Regions from separate parts of the Mus musculus genome. Here region 1 is linked to region 2. The links are chromatin contacts, called in public HiChIP or PLAC-seq maps. All regions are on one chromosome and are shown on one strand. Each heading gives the region's core, a stretch centred on a gene start, on an enhancer-like site or on the middle of the called end of the contact. The rest is flanking DNA. Distances are from core to core; before and after follow the strand shown.

Region 1 (5,822 bases), core at 1,185-3,684, 130 kb after region 2:
CGATGTGTTAAGATCGCTTTCTTAGGCGATGGCACGGCCCGTGTTTCATAATTGGCGTGCGTTGCTGAGTGCGACTGTGGGTTGTTGTCCTAAAATGAAATGAAACATCCCAGCTTCTCTCCATCTCCTTTGTTAACACTCTCATTCCCTGCTATGTTGAGTGAGAACTGGCTCCCTCCGGGGCATTTGAACAATTTGCCTGCTCCCTGCTTCCTGGGAACAAGGGATTTTGAGATTCTGACCCCTGGTCAAAAGGTTGCTCTCGTTTTTAAAAAACCCAGCCCTATAAACAGCTTTGCCTTTTTTATTTTTTTAAATTCTGCCTATGCTTACGTCTCTTGGGCTACCACCAGACTCTTGTTTGCAGAGCAGAAGGTTTTGTGTTAGTGGGAACCCTATTTTGCCTTAAGGAAAAAAAAAAAAAACATAAAGACGGTCTTACCTAATAAGGAATGCTTCTTAACACAAGATTCTATTTTTAACTTAAAACTTTTAAAATTTCTTTCTAAATACATTTTGAAATGACATGTGGAATGTAAATCTACTTGGCGAGGTCCTGAGGCAGCCCCATCTTCCCTCTGGGCTCCAGAGCCGAGGCTGGGGGATTGCGGCTCTAATTTGCACTGCTGAGGATGCTAGGCCCTTCTTCCTTTTGCTTCCCAGACCTGACAGGGCCAAGGCGAAGTTGTAATGTCACTTGTAACGAGTGAACTGGAGGGATGCTGAAGATGCTGGCCGGGGGCCGGTATGTCCCACAGAAGCTTGACATCAAGCTGGACCCCAGGCTGGAGAGGAAGAATGGGCTCGAAAGTCCTTCTCAGACCTTCACATACACTACAGCACTCATGACTACAGCTACAGCACAGAAGTGTACACACACACACACACACACACACACACACACACACACACAGAGGGGAGGGGAGGAGAGGGCAGGGGAGGGGAGGGCAGGGGAGGGGAGGGGAGGGGAGGGGAGGAGAGGAGAGGAGAGGAGAGGAGAGGAGAGGAGAGGAGAGGAGAGGAGAGGAGAGGAGAGGAGAGGAGAGGAGAGGAGAGGAGAGAGACTGAGACTGTGGGAAACAGAATGGCTATGGCAGAGGATTGAGGTAAGTTTTGCCAAGATAAAGTCTCTGACTGCTAGACACACAGACAGACAGACAGCCCCTTAGCCAAGTACTTCCCTTGAAGGCTAAACAGACAGGCACCACCCCCACCCCCACCCCCAGCAAAGTGCTTGTCTTTAAAGAATAAAGATCTGAGTTTGAGCCCCCAACCCATGTATATAAGTTGGACATGTGATATGTGCTTCCGGGGAAGCTGAGACAGGAGGATTCCTGGGACTTACTCTCAAGCAAGCTTAGCCTACTTGGTGTTGTGTAGGCCTGTGAGAGACCCCATGTCAAAAAGCAAAACAAAGTGGATGGTGCCAGAGGAAGGATACTGGAGGGAGGTTGCTTGTTTGAATATCCCTCCCTCCCTTCCTCCCTCCCTCCCTTCCTCCCTCTCTCCCTTCCTCCCTCTTTCCCTCCCTCCCTTCCTTCCTTTATGCCAGGAGTTAAAGAGCAAACATGTTTCATAGTTCAGGTTTTAGAGATACAATTTGCAAAACACAAAGTGTGGACACTTTGCCCCTTCTTAGAATTGGAAACAATCACCCATGGAAGGAGTTACAGAGACAAAATTTGGAGCTGAGACAAAAGGATAGACCATCTAGAGACTGCCATATCCAGGGATCCATCCCATAATTAGCCTCCAAAAGATGACACCATTGCATACACTAGCAAGCATTGGCTGAAAGGACCCTGATATAGCTGTCTCTTGTGAGACTAGGCCGGGGCCTAGCAAACACATAAGTGGATGCTCACAGTCAGCTATTGGATGGAGCACAGGGCCCCCAATGGAGGAGCTAGAAAATGTACCCAAGGAGCTAAAGGGATCTGCAACCCTATAGGTGCAACAACATTATGAACTAACCAGTACCCCTGAGCTCTTGACTCTAGCTGCATATGTATCAAAAGATGGCCTAGTCGGCCATCACAGGAAAGAGAGGCCCATTGGACACACAAACTTAATATGCCCCAGTACAGGGGAACGCCAGGGCCAAAAAATGGGAATGGGTGGGTAGGGAACTGGGGGGGAGGGTATGAGGGACTTTTGGGATAGCATTCTAAATGTAATTGAGGAAAATACATAATAATAAAAAATATTAAATAAAAAAAAAAGAAATGCAGCAGAGTCCCAAGTCCCCTTGACCACAGAGGCTCGTAGGACTGGGTGCTAGCGCAGAGGCCCTCTGTACCCCTCCCCCACCTCCGATGACTCCCTGCTCCAAAAGCACAGCAAAGTCACTTTCAAAATCATCTTGAAAGGCTCTCGCTCTCCTTGTGCGTCAAGACCGCAGTGATCTTTGTTCTGAAACTAACAAGGGAGAGAACAAGCTATCCGGTAACCATCCTCAGCACCAGCGACATGCCTGCCGAGCCCACAAAGCTCAGAGTGTGGCTTCACAGGGGTCTGACCTCCAGAGGCCCCCAGCAGTGGGACAGAGAGCAGGTGGCAGAAGACCTTAACTTTGAAGGCCAGTTCAAAGAAGAACCACAGAGCCCCCGGGCTCTGAAGGCCGTGCTAGGGGAATAGATATTTGGCCTTTCAAGATTTCTGTGTGGGACTTCAAGTTGCAGCTTTCATTTGAGCCCAAGGCCTTCTGAGAGAGGATCACATGCCGAACGGGTGAGGCAGGGTGGGTGTCATCTGAGAGACTGTCCCCTTTACATCTGAAACAGAGGAAGTGAGCAAAGTTTTCAAAATGATTTTCTGGGTGGTAACTATTTAAAAGAGAAACTCATATTTTATTTGATCTTACCTTTTTTTCCTTCTGGTAACACTAGTCATAAGAAATCCTGTGAATGAGAGGGGATTGGGCTGGCCATGGTTACACCTGTATTAACTTACAATTACATATGCATTTATTAAATTACAGTTACATAGGCATTAATTAACTCATAGTCACTCACGCTATGTATGCTTTTACATAATGATGTAGATTAGGATAAATTACAATTAAGCTTCCAAATACAGCAAGGTTATGTTTTCCTCAAATACTAATATTTAAAGAACCTCTATTTAATATTTGAAGAACCTCCATTTAAGATCAGTGGATGTTCTTCAAGTATGTGGGCAGGTTTCACATGTGTTTACATGTATGTGTGTATGTGTGTGTGTGCATGTGTGTGTGTGTGTGTGTGTACTAGGTACTAGAGTGGTGCTTTGAGATATGTCAATTTCAAAAGTTTCATGTGACATATAATCTGTTTATAATCTCATGGAGCAGAGCATTAGGGACAGATAGACAGAGCAAGCTGGCTAGCCAGATGAGCATGCATACCCCTACTTGACATGCAAACATGGATACACTTACACACACACACACACACACACACACACACACACACACACACACACAAATATACACAAATTGCCTTTGGTAGCTGTTCCTCTATAAGCCTCTAAAACTGTGTCCAGATCTAGCTAACTGGAGCATGGAAGGCGAGTTTAAGCTAAGAGGAAGGCTAGGAAAATCCTAGCAGGAGGACAGAGGGGAAATACCAGTAGCGAGGGAAGAGGTGCTTCTCTGTGTTTAGTAATGGGGAGCTCCCCCAGCTAAAGCTTTGCTCCTTGTTAAAGTGTTTCATTAGTTTCTTAATTAACCCATTAATCATTAATCAGTTCACTAATTAGCAAACATTTATTGAATATTTATTGTGGACCCGGAACTCTGCTTGGTATGGAGGATATGTTAATAGTGAAGATGAGTTCGGAGCTGGCAGAGGGATCCAGCCCCGAGCATCCAACAGCAAACGGTACCGTGCGCTGCTTATGTTCTGTGTACGCCTTTAAGAGCCCAGGGTACGGCTATGAATGAAGAAGATAAAGATAAACCTTTGCCTTCAAGGTTAGTGATAGATAAGGGGCCTTAATAAAACCAGAAATACCCAACAAGGGCGAGGGTAGTGTCGATGCCTTGGAGAACAGGGCCCATGGAGTAAGGAGCAAGACCTCAGTCAGGTTCAAGAGGGACTGGATTGCTCAGGCTCACGGGATACAGGAAGTACTTCCACTTTAGCTCTGAGTGAGATGGGGAGGCCTGATGACTTCTGAGCAGAAAGAACCATGTGTTTTCACAGGATCAGGGCGGCTGCCTCGTGAAGAAGTCAGAAGTCTCCACTGGGGGAGGGAAACAGGGAAGCTGGGTGGAGAGGGCTGTCTCAACTCAGCCATTAAGATAGGGGAGCTGGTGTAGGAGGATTGGCCACAGTGGGGATGTTAGAAGTACCCCAGACTGTCGCCGGAGGCTCTGAAGGATTGTGAGCAAGGCGTGTTAGCCCAGGTGAACCTGGGGTATGCCTGAACTACTTTTTTTACGGCTCTGTCCAAATATCTCACAAGGAGCAAGACAGGGGAGTGCGTGAGTTAGGGCTCTCTAAAGGAACAGAACTGATAGGGGAGTTTATTCTGGATTACAGTTTAAAGAGGAGATAGTCCAGAATCGTGGGAAGGCTCGGTCACAGGAGCTTGAGGCAGCTGGTCCTCCTGTGCTCACACCCAGGACTCAGACCACAGATGGGAAGTGGGACCAACCAGTGAAACCTAAAGGCCCGTCTAAGTGGGCCCCTGCCTCTGATGCCCCTGCCTCTGATGCCCTCTGCCTCTGATGCCCCCTGCCTCCTAAAGTTCCTATAACCTTCCAAAGGAACACGCCTACCTGGGGCCAGGTGATCAAACTCAAGAGCTGAGGGGAGATTTCATAATCAAAATACAGTGAAGTGCAAAGAAAAGAAAGAAGTCAGAGTTAGGTGAGAATTTGAGCACAGTTAACGAAAGTGGACATTTCCTATTAGTAGTGAGAGGACAGGATCTGATTGGAGCCTGAGTTGGAGATTGTTTTAGTTGAAATGAGTCTTTCCTCCTATGAGATACTCATTTGTACGGAGCAGGATACTGACAGACAAACATCACCAGCCTCAGTAGGATCGTACTGCAGATAAAAACAGAATGAGTGCAGATCCCAGGACTGACCTCAGAAAGGAGCCAGCAGATGACATCTACTGTCCCAGAGTAGGATGATACGCAGCGCAAGGACGCGAAGAGCAAAGAAACCATGATCGATTTCTGTGGGGATCGGGGTGGAGTCAATCTAGGAGAATACAATGTCTGTGCATTGTAAGAGATGGCGAATCCCAGACCTTTGAGAGAAGGGGGCTGTTTATGCACAGTTGAGAGGATCCCGAGCCGGTGGGCTGGTGACTTCTGATGCTTGCATCCTTCATCCTGGAATCTTCCACGGGTCATGCGCCATATTGCAGATATGAAGCAGACAGTTATTGAGGAGAAAAGCTTGCAACAGGGACGGACAGAAATAGGGAAATGCCAAAGTCAATTTTAGAAGAGTGGAATGATATGCCAAGCACAACCACTGGAAGTGTTGAAGGGAGGATGGCGAGACTAGAATACAATGTGCCTGCAAGCAGTGTGACCTTTAAGAAGGTCGCTCCAGCTCTTAGAAGGATGGAGTGCCAATGTGGAGCCAGAGACTCCACAAGGTTGGGTTGTTCCGTATCTGACAGTAGCTTCATAGTTGATAACTAGCATATTTATCGGTTGTATAAGTTGAATATTTTTAAAGTTACAACAAATTTTGTGTATTTTTAGGGTTCCATAGTAAATAATAACCATGTGTGTATTGGATGTATTTGCTAAGCAGGGGCTCTATCCCAAAGTATTCTGAGAGATCGTGAGAGGGGATGGTACCAGGACGTTAGAGT
Region 2 (5,658 bases), core at 1,799-4,298:
GGTGGCTTGCTCTTGTCATCCCAGTGCTTAGGAAGCTCAGGCAGGGTGGTTTCATGGAGTTCCAGGCCAGGCAGAGTTACAGAGTGACACTGATCTCAAAAGTAAACAAAGAAGAAAACAACAAAAACTCAACGGGAACAAAATTCAAAATTGGAATACGCCACACCTTGCTCCACAGCAGTAGATGAGAAAATAAAATAATGTTTAAAGGGACAGTGCCTGTTTCACAATCACCAGTGAGTGCAGGCCGGGTATTCTTATCACCATGAGACTCAAACACATCCAAAGGTAGGCTTAGGAGTTCTGAGGTCAGAGAGTCCATGTGTAATTCCTGCCCTATCATAAAGTAGTGATGGGCCTTCAGTTCTGAACCTCTGCCCTGCTGGAGCTCAGTTCTCTCATACAGAAGAGAAATGTACAGAGTGTCTGCCCCACAGAGGTATAGTTGAGTGTTAAATGAGATACAAGATCCACAGCACAGTGCAACGCAGCGAATGACAGGCAGCACCCTCGTCATCCATGTATCCTTGACACCATCCTCATCCGTGTGCCCAGCTGGATCCTTGGCACCAGTAGCAGCATCTCTAAGCAGCTCTATCAGCATTGCAGCCATCCATCCCCATTCTGTGCTCAACCAGCCAGAAAGCTGGAAATGGTCCACGCCCTACACTGTCTTCATGCAGAATTCTTGTTGAAGTGGCAGCTAAGTTGCAAGCATGTTGACCGGTTGTGGAACTGGGACAAGTAGTTCTCTGCACTTTAATGTTTTTTTAATTGTCTTTGGTTTTCATTAATCATTGGTTAAGTGAGAACCTATCCGTACAGTTATGTTCTGAAAATAATATCTTCTACTAAAAGCAATAGGCTAATAGTAGAAGAAACAATAGAAACACATGTACAAATACTGAATATCAGTGTGAGTGTGCACACACTGACATTCACAAATCATACACACACACAAACATATACTCTGCAGGGATTGTTGTTGTTGTTGTTGTTGATGTATTAAGCATCAAAGAAAGGATAGAACCTATGGGTTCACACATACTAGGCAAGAACTCCAACACTGATAAATACCCACAGCCCAAATTGGTAAAAGTGTGTGTGTGTGCATGTGTGTAGGCACATATATGCATGTGCTCATGCAGGCTTGAAGTTGGCATTGACTGTCTTTCTTTATTCCTCGCCTCATGATTTCCTGTGACCGAGTCTTTTAAAGAAGCAGAATCTCTCCAGTTCAGTCTAGGCCAACTACCCAGTTGACACCACGATCCTGTCTCTGTTTCCTAAGCACTGTTTATACACATGTGTGCACAGAGGAAAAGTTCTTAGATCTCTTTTAAAATATAATCGCTAAGTCTGAAGCATTCTTTGATTAGTGCATGGCTAGAAGGACAGTAATCCTCATTTGTCAATGTCTTTTTAAATTCACAAAATTTCAGATCATTGACTAAGATTCTGTTTCTCTCAAAATGTTAACAAACACAAAAATATGTGTAAAGAAGCCCTTTCCCTTTCATGAAGTAAAGCAAGAGAGAAGGGTTTGTGTTTCCAGTCATGTAAAGAAAAAAAATATATATATATGTACTGAGACTATAGATTTTGGTGTTCCAAAATAAAAACTTACACTGTGGCAGGATTGGACGCCTCAGATCAAAAGGGCAATTTTAGAAAATTGTGGTGAGCGAATGAAGCACTCGTTTATTGAAGAAATCAGTTTGCTATCTTAACCAGTGGCACCGGTGCCTTCCCTGTAATCTCTGAAAATAGATCGGCACTTTGCGGTTCACCAATCCGGAGATCACAAATGCTCCCTTACACCTGGCAGGCTCACACCTTTTTCAAATAAGATGCTATCATGGGAGCCTTGTGGGTTTATAAAGCCACAAGTTTATTAGGTAGATAAAATCTCTAAGCGTTTAGAAGTTTAAAACCAGGCTGTCAAACTGAATTTCAGTTATAATGGCAATTTCCAAAGTAAATATGACACAGTGACTTCTAAGGCTCCTCACTGTCTCCTTGGTGGTGGTGAATTCTGAACCTCGGCTGCAGCCCTTCCTGTCTGTGTGTGTTTAAATCCAGCCACGCGCTGTCAATGGTGAGTGTGGTGTCTTAGAGTGGAGACCTAGCCAGACACTTCTGGTTTGTAACCTACTTCCATGTTTCTGTGGATAAAAGACAGGCATACATTTTCAAAGGAAAAGAAACACAGCTTTATCATCATCACCACGACCACCACCACCATCATCATCATCTTATTATTATTATTTTATTGAAACAGCCTTGTCCCATAGACTAGGCTGATCTGGAGCTTACAATGTGGCCCAGGGTGGCCCTAAACTTGGTCCCTGAGTGCTTGTATCATAGATGTGAGCCACCATACCTGGCTCAAATATGGCTTTAAATAGACAATGCTGTGGTAAGATTGGAAAGCAAAAAAATTGGGAAGGAATTTCAAACAAAATTTAAACACATTTTAAAACAGACCCCCATGATTGATTGATTTATTATGTATTTTCATTATATTCATAAGTTTATGTGCACCATGCATGTGCAGCAACCTCTCTGTAGAGCGGGCCAAAGAGAACATCAGATTCCCTAAAACTAGAATTACAAGCCGTTGTTACCTGCCATGAGGGTGCTGGCGACCAAAGCCGAGTCTTCTCCAAGAGGAGCAAATTCTTCTCCTGCTGAGTGTGTCTCTCGCCCTTAATTATAGAGAGCTTACAGCTATCTTTGTTCTAATGTGTGCTCTGTGTGTGTGTGTGTGAATGCACATGTCAGTGTATGTGTATGGGCATGCACATGTCAGAATGTACTTACAGAGTTAGAGGAAGTTTGCACATGTCAGTCACCTCCTTCGATCACACAGGCCCTGGAAAGTGAGCTTGTGTTGTCCAGTTTGGCAACAATCGCCTCTCCCTGCAGAAGCCCCTGACCAGCCAACTGCCTGCCATGCCTGTGCTGGCTTCACAGCACACAGCATCACACGTGCTGCTTGTCTTCTTAGCACGGGCTCTGGGGAAGAGACTCTGAACCTCTGCTTACAAAATGAGCTCCTTACTCACTGAGCCCCTCCCCAGCCCCTGCTGACGTCATACCCCAGCCCCTATGAGGTCATACTCCAGCCCCTATGACATTATAGTAGCACAAGGCACCCAAGCCAAATCAAGTTAGTGCTGCAGAAAAGGAGACGAGAGCTTGTGGTGTAACCCCAGTCAAGCACAGTTGCTGGCATGACAATATGAACGTGTCACCCACCAAGAGGAGCCATTCTTTCCCGATGCCAGTTGACTCATGCCTATTGCTGTTCTATCAGGGGTGGAATATCATGACTCACGGCTTCATAGCCACCGGTGGAAACCCACCTCACACCAAACCATTTTCTTCCCAGCTCTCTTGAGTAAGATAGACATGGGCTGGTATGTTTCATATCTTATATTGTGGGTTCTATCTTTTCACGTTGGCGGCTATGGTGGCAAAATCCAAAATTAGTGTATTTGATGAAAAAACCCTCTGGGCCATTTTTTATGGCCTTACAGATCGGCTTGGGGCATGTCAGCCATGTAACCAATTGTTCTCTAAAAAGGTAATATTTCCCCTTTTCTTTCTGTAGTTGTCTGGTCACTTAGTAGAGGACACTAAATATAAGAGTGAGGGTTTGGGCTAGCTGCATTTTACCAGGTAGATGCCAGACTTCCAGAATGTGTGTGGAGGAAACTCCCCCAGAAGAACTTTCAGCTGCTGCTGTCTCGCTTTTGCCAGTGAGGACTCACCCTTACATCCATTAATGTTCCTGGCTTGTCACACACCTCACAAGGATGGGAAGTCACCTCAGAGGCAGCACCGGAGTGGAGGAGAACTCACAAATGACAGTTCTAATATTAGACAGATTGTCCCTCAGAGTGCAAAGGTAGTCTTACAGGGTCCAGGAAGGTTTATAGCCCAAGTAAAAGCAATTCTGAGAAGATGGCAGTTTGAACACCACCCCCTTAGCTGGGTCTGCCCTACACTTGCCCATTTGTTAGGCCCACAGTGTCAGAAGTTGACTATCTCTCTGTGGCTGGCTGGTGGTCAGATTCCCTGTCATTCTGCTGATGGGTTGGGGGAAGCTTCCTTTGTTACTTATAGTGTAAGCTTTCGGGAAGCCACCGGATGTGGCGGCGGATACCAGTGTCGTCCACTGGACATGCTTTCTGCAGAGAGGGTTAGTTACCATGGAGATGACCTGGCTGGTAAGAGGACCAGCCTTTAGGATGGACCTCAGATTTTCCTTTTCCTTTCCATCTAATTTAATTTGACTGCAAAATGTCACTTCTGTTGCATTGATTAAGCTTCTTTGCTGCCACCAGCACTGTGAGAGAGGTGACAGGGCAGGCCAGACAGTGTCATTTCTTACCATTACCCCTCTCTGATATCAATACAGATAGTCTCTGAGATGAGACACTCCTTTGCCACAATGCACTGCCACATGCTTCTCTTGCTTACTTCATGAAACATAGGATCCAGAATTCTGTCTGTCTGTCTGTCTATCTATCTATATATCTACCTACCTATCTATCTATCTCAGTTCACTCTTCTTTGTGATCATGTAAGACATGATATCAAATGTTTGAAAACTAAAGATTAGTATATCTTCAGGTATTGACTTCATTTTTTTTTTCTGTCCTCAGCAGTTGGCTACATTCTTGAAAAACAAAAACAAAAACCTCCTTTTATAGTTCAGAAAAATGAGAAGCCATAAGGTGCAGCTGACATACAGATCTGGAGCATTCATTCTTGGTCATGTGGACTGGAGGAGCCATCCTTATGTGAGCTGCCTCAGAAGTAAAATGATGCTCTAGGCACAGGCTTTCTGTGGTAGCCTGATACACTGATGTCTTTATCACTTCCCTGGCTCTTCAAGGTTCTCAGAACCCAGAACCAATCCCCAGGCCTGTGATGTCATCCTCTTTCCTGTTAGCTGAGAACAATGAAACCCACAAAGGGCATTGTGGGTACCCAGCATTTCTTTAAGCCAGAGAACCAGAAGAGAACAAAAGAAACTTCCTGTGACTAGAACTTCCTTGGAGAGACATATAAACACGGAGACAGTTTGCTAGGAAGTATCTAGACTCTACTCATTATAATGCCTAGAATCCAGTCTAGAAATCAAGGCTTTGTTCTGGAGTGTGCAGCATGACCTCATTAGGCTTCTGGGAATGCACCGTCGTGTGGGAACATCCTTTAGTCATTTGATGGTGAAAGAAACTGGGAATTCACAGCTGGGAAAGCAAGTTACCATCAGTACAGCAAGATGCTGAGATAAGGCCCTTACCACTTCCTGTTTCTCTAAGGGCAGTGACTTGAGAAGGACTGGAGAGAAGAAAAGGAGACAGCAACAGTTACTAAGCTGAATGTTTTTGCTTTGTGGCTTTGTGGGCTTTGCCTCATAGGAACTGACACCAGCATTCTATGAAAGGTCTCTTTTAAAGGTTCATATTATTTATTATTAATTATTATTATTTGTGTGAGTATATTGTGCATATGCCTGTGGAGGGCACACATATGTGTGCAGCTGCACATGCATGCACTCGTGTGTGCATGTGTGTTGTGATCAGAAGTTAACTCGAGGTATTACTATTACTCAGGGGCCATCTACCTTGTTTTGTAGGGACA

Evidence for each region. HiChIP or PLAC-seq counts read pairs in DNA pulled down with a chosen protein or histone mark.
Region 1: a contact with region 2 is called in a BATF HiChIP or PLAC-seq map of CD8 T cells, with 35 read pairs. The contact joins the enhancer-like site here to the promoter of Sox5os3 in region 2. A contact is called at or near these places in 1 of 15 datasets of contacts at CTCF or cohesin (CD8 T cells), 1 of 484 Hi-C or Micro-C datasets (embryonic stem cells) and 2 of 115 datasets of contacts at active chromatin or transcription factors (CD8 T cells and memory CD8 T cells).

Annotation. Positions count from the first base shown.
Region 1 is chr6:144,538,098-144,543,919 of GRCm38.p6, reverse strand. It overlaps a transcript of Sox5 not described here. Among named protein-coding and RNA genes, the nearest start is that of Sox5os3, 130 kb to the left of the region's middle. Within about 2 kb of position 2,434, at least 20 of the 459 cell types and tissues checked have an H3K27ac peak or open chromatin away from gene starts, as enhancers often do. A contact at or near this core is called in CD8 T cells and memory CD8 T cells, where this site is marked.
Region 2 is chr6:144,670,258-144,675,915 of GRCm38.p6, reverse strand. It overlaps Sox5os3 (SRY (sex determining region Y)-box 5, opposite strand 3), which reads right to left and starts at 3,048. Exons shown (of 3, transcript NR_040519.1): 1 at 2,824-3,048. It also overlaps a transcript of Sox5 not described here.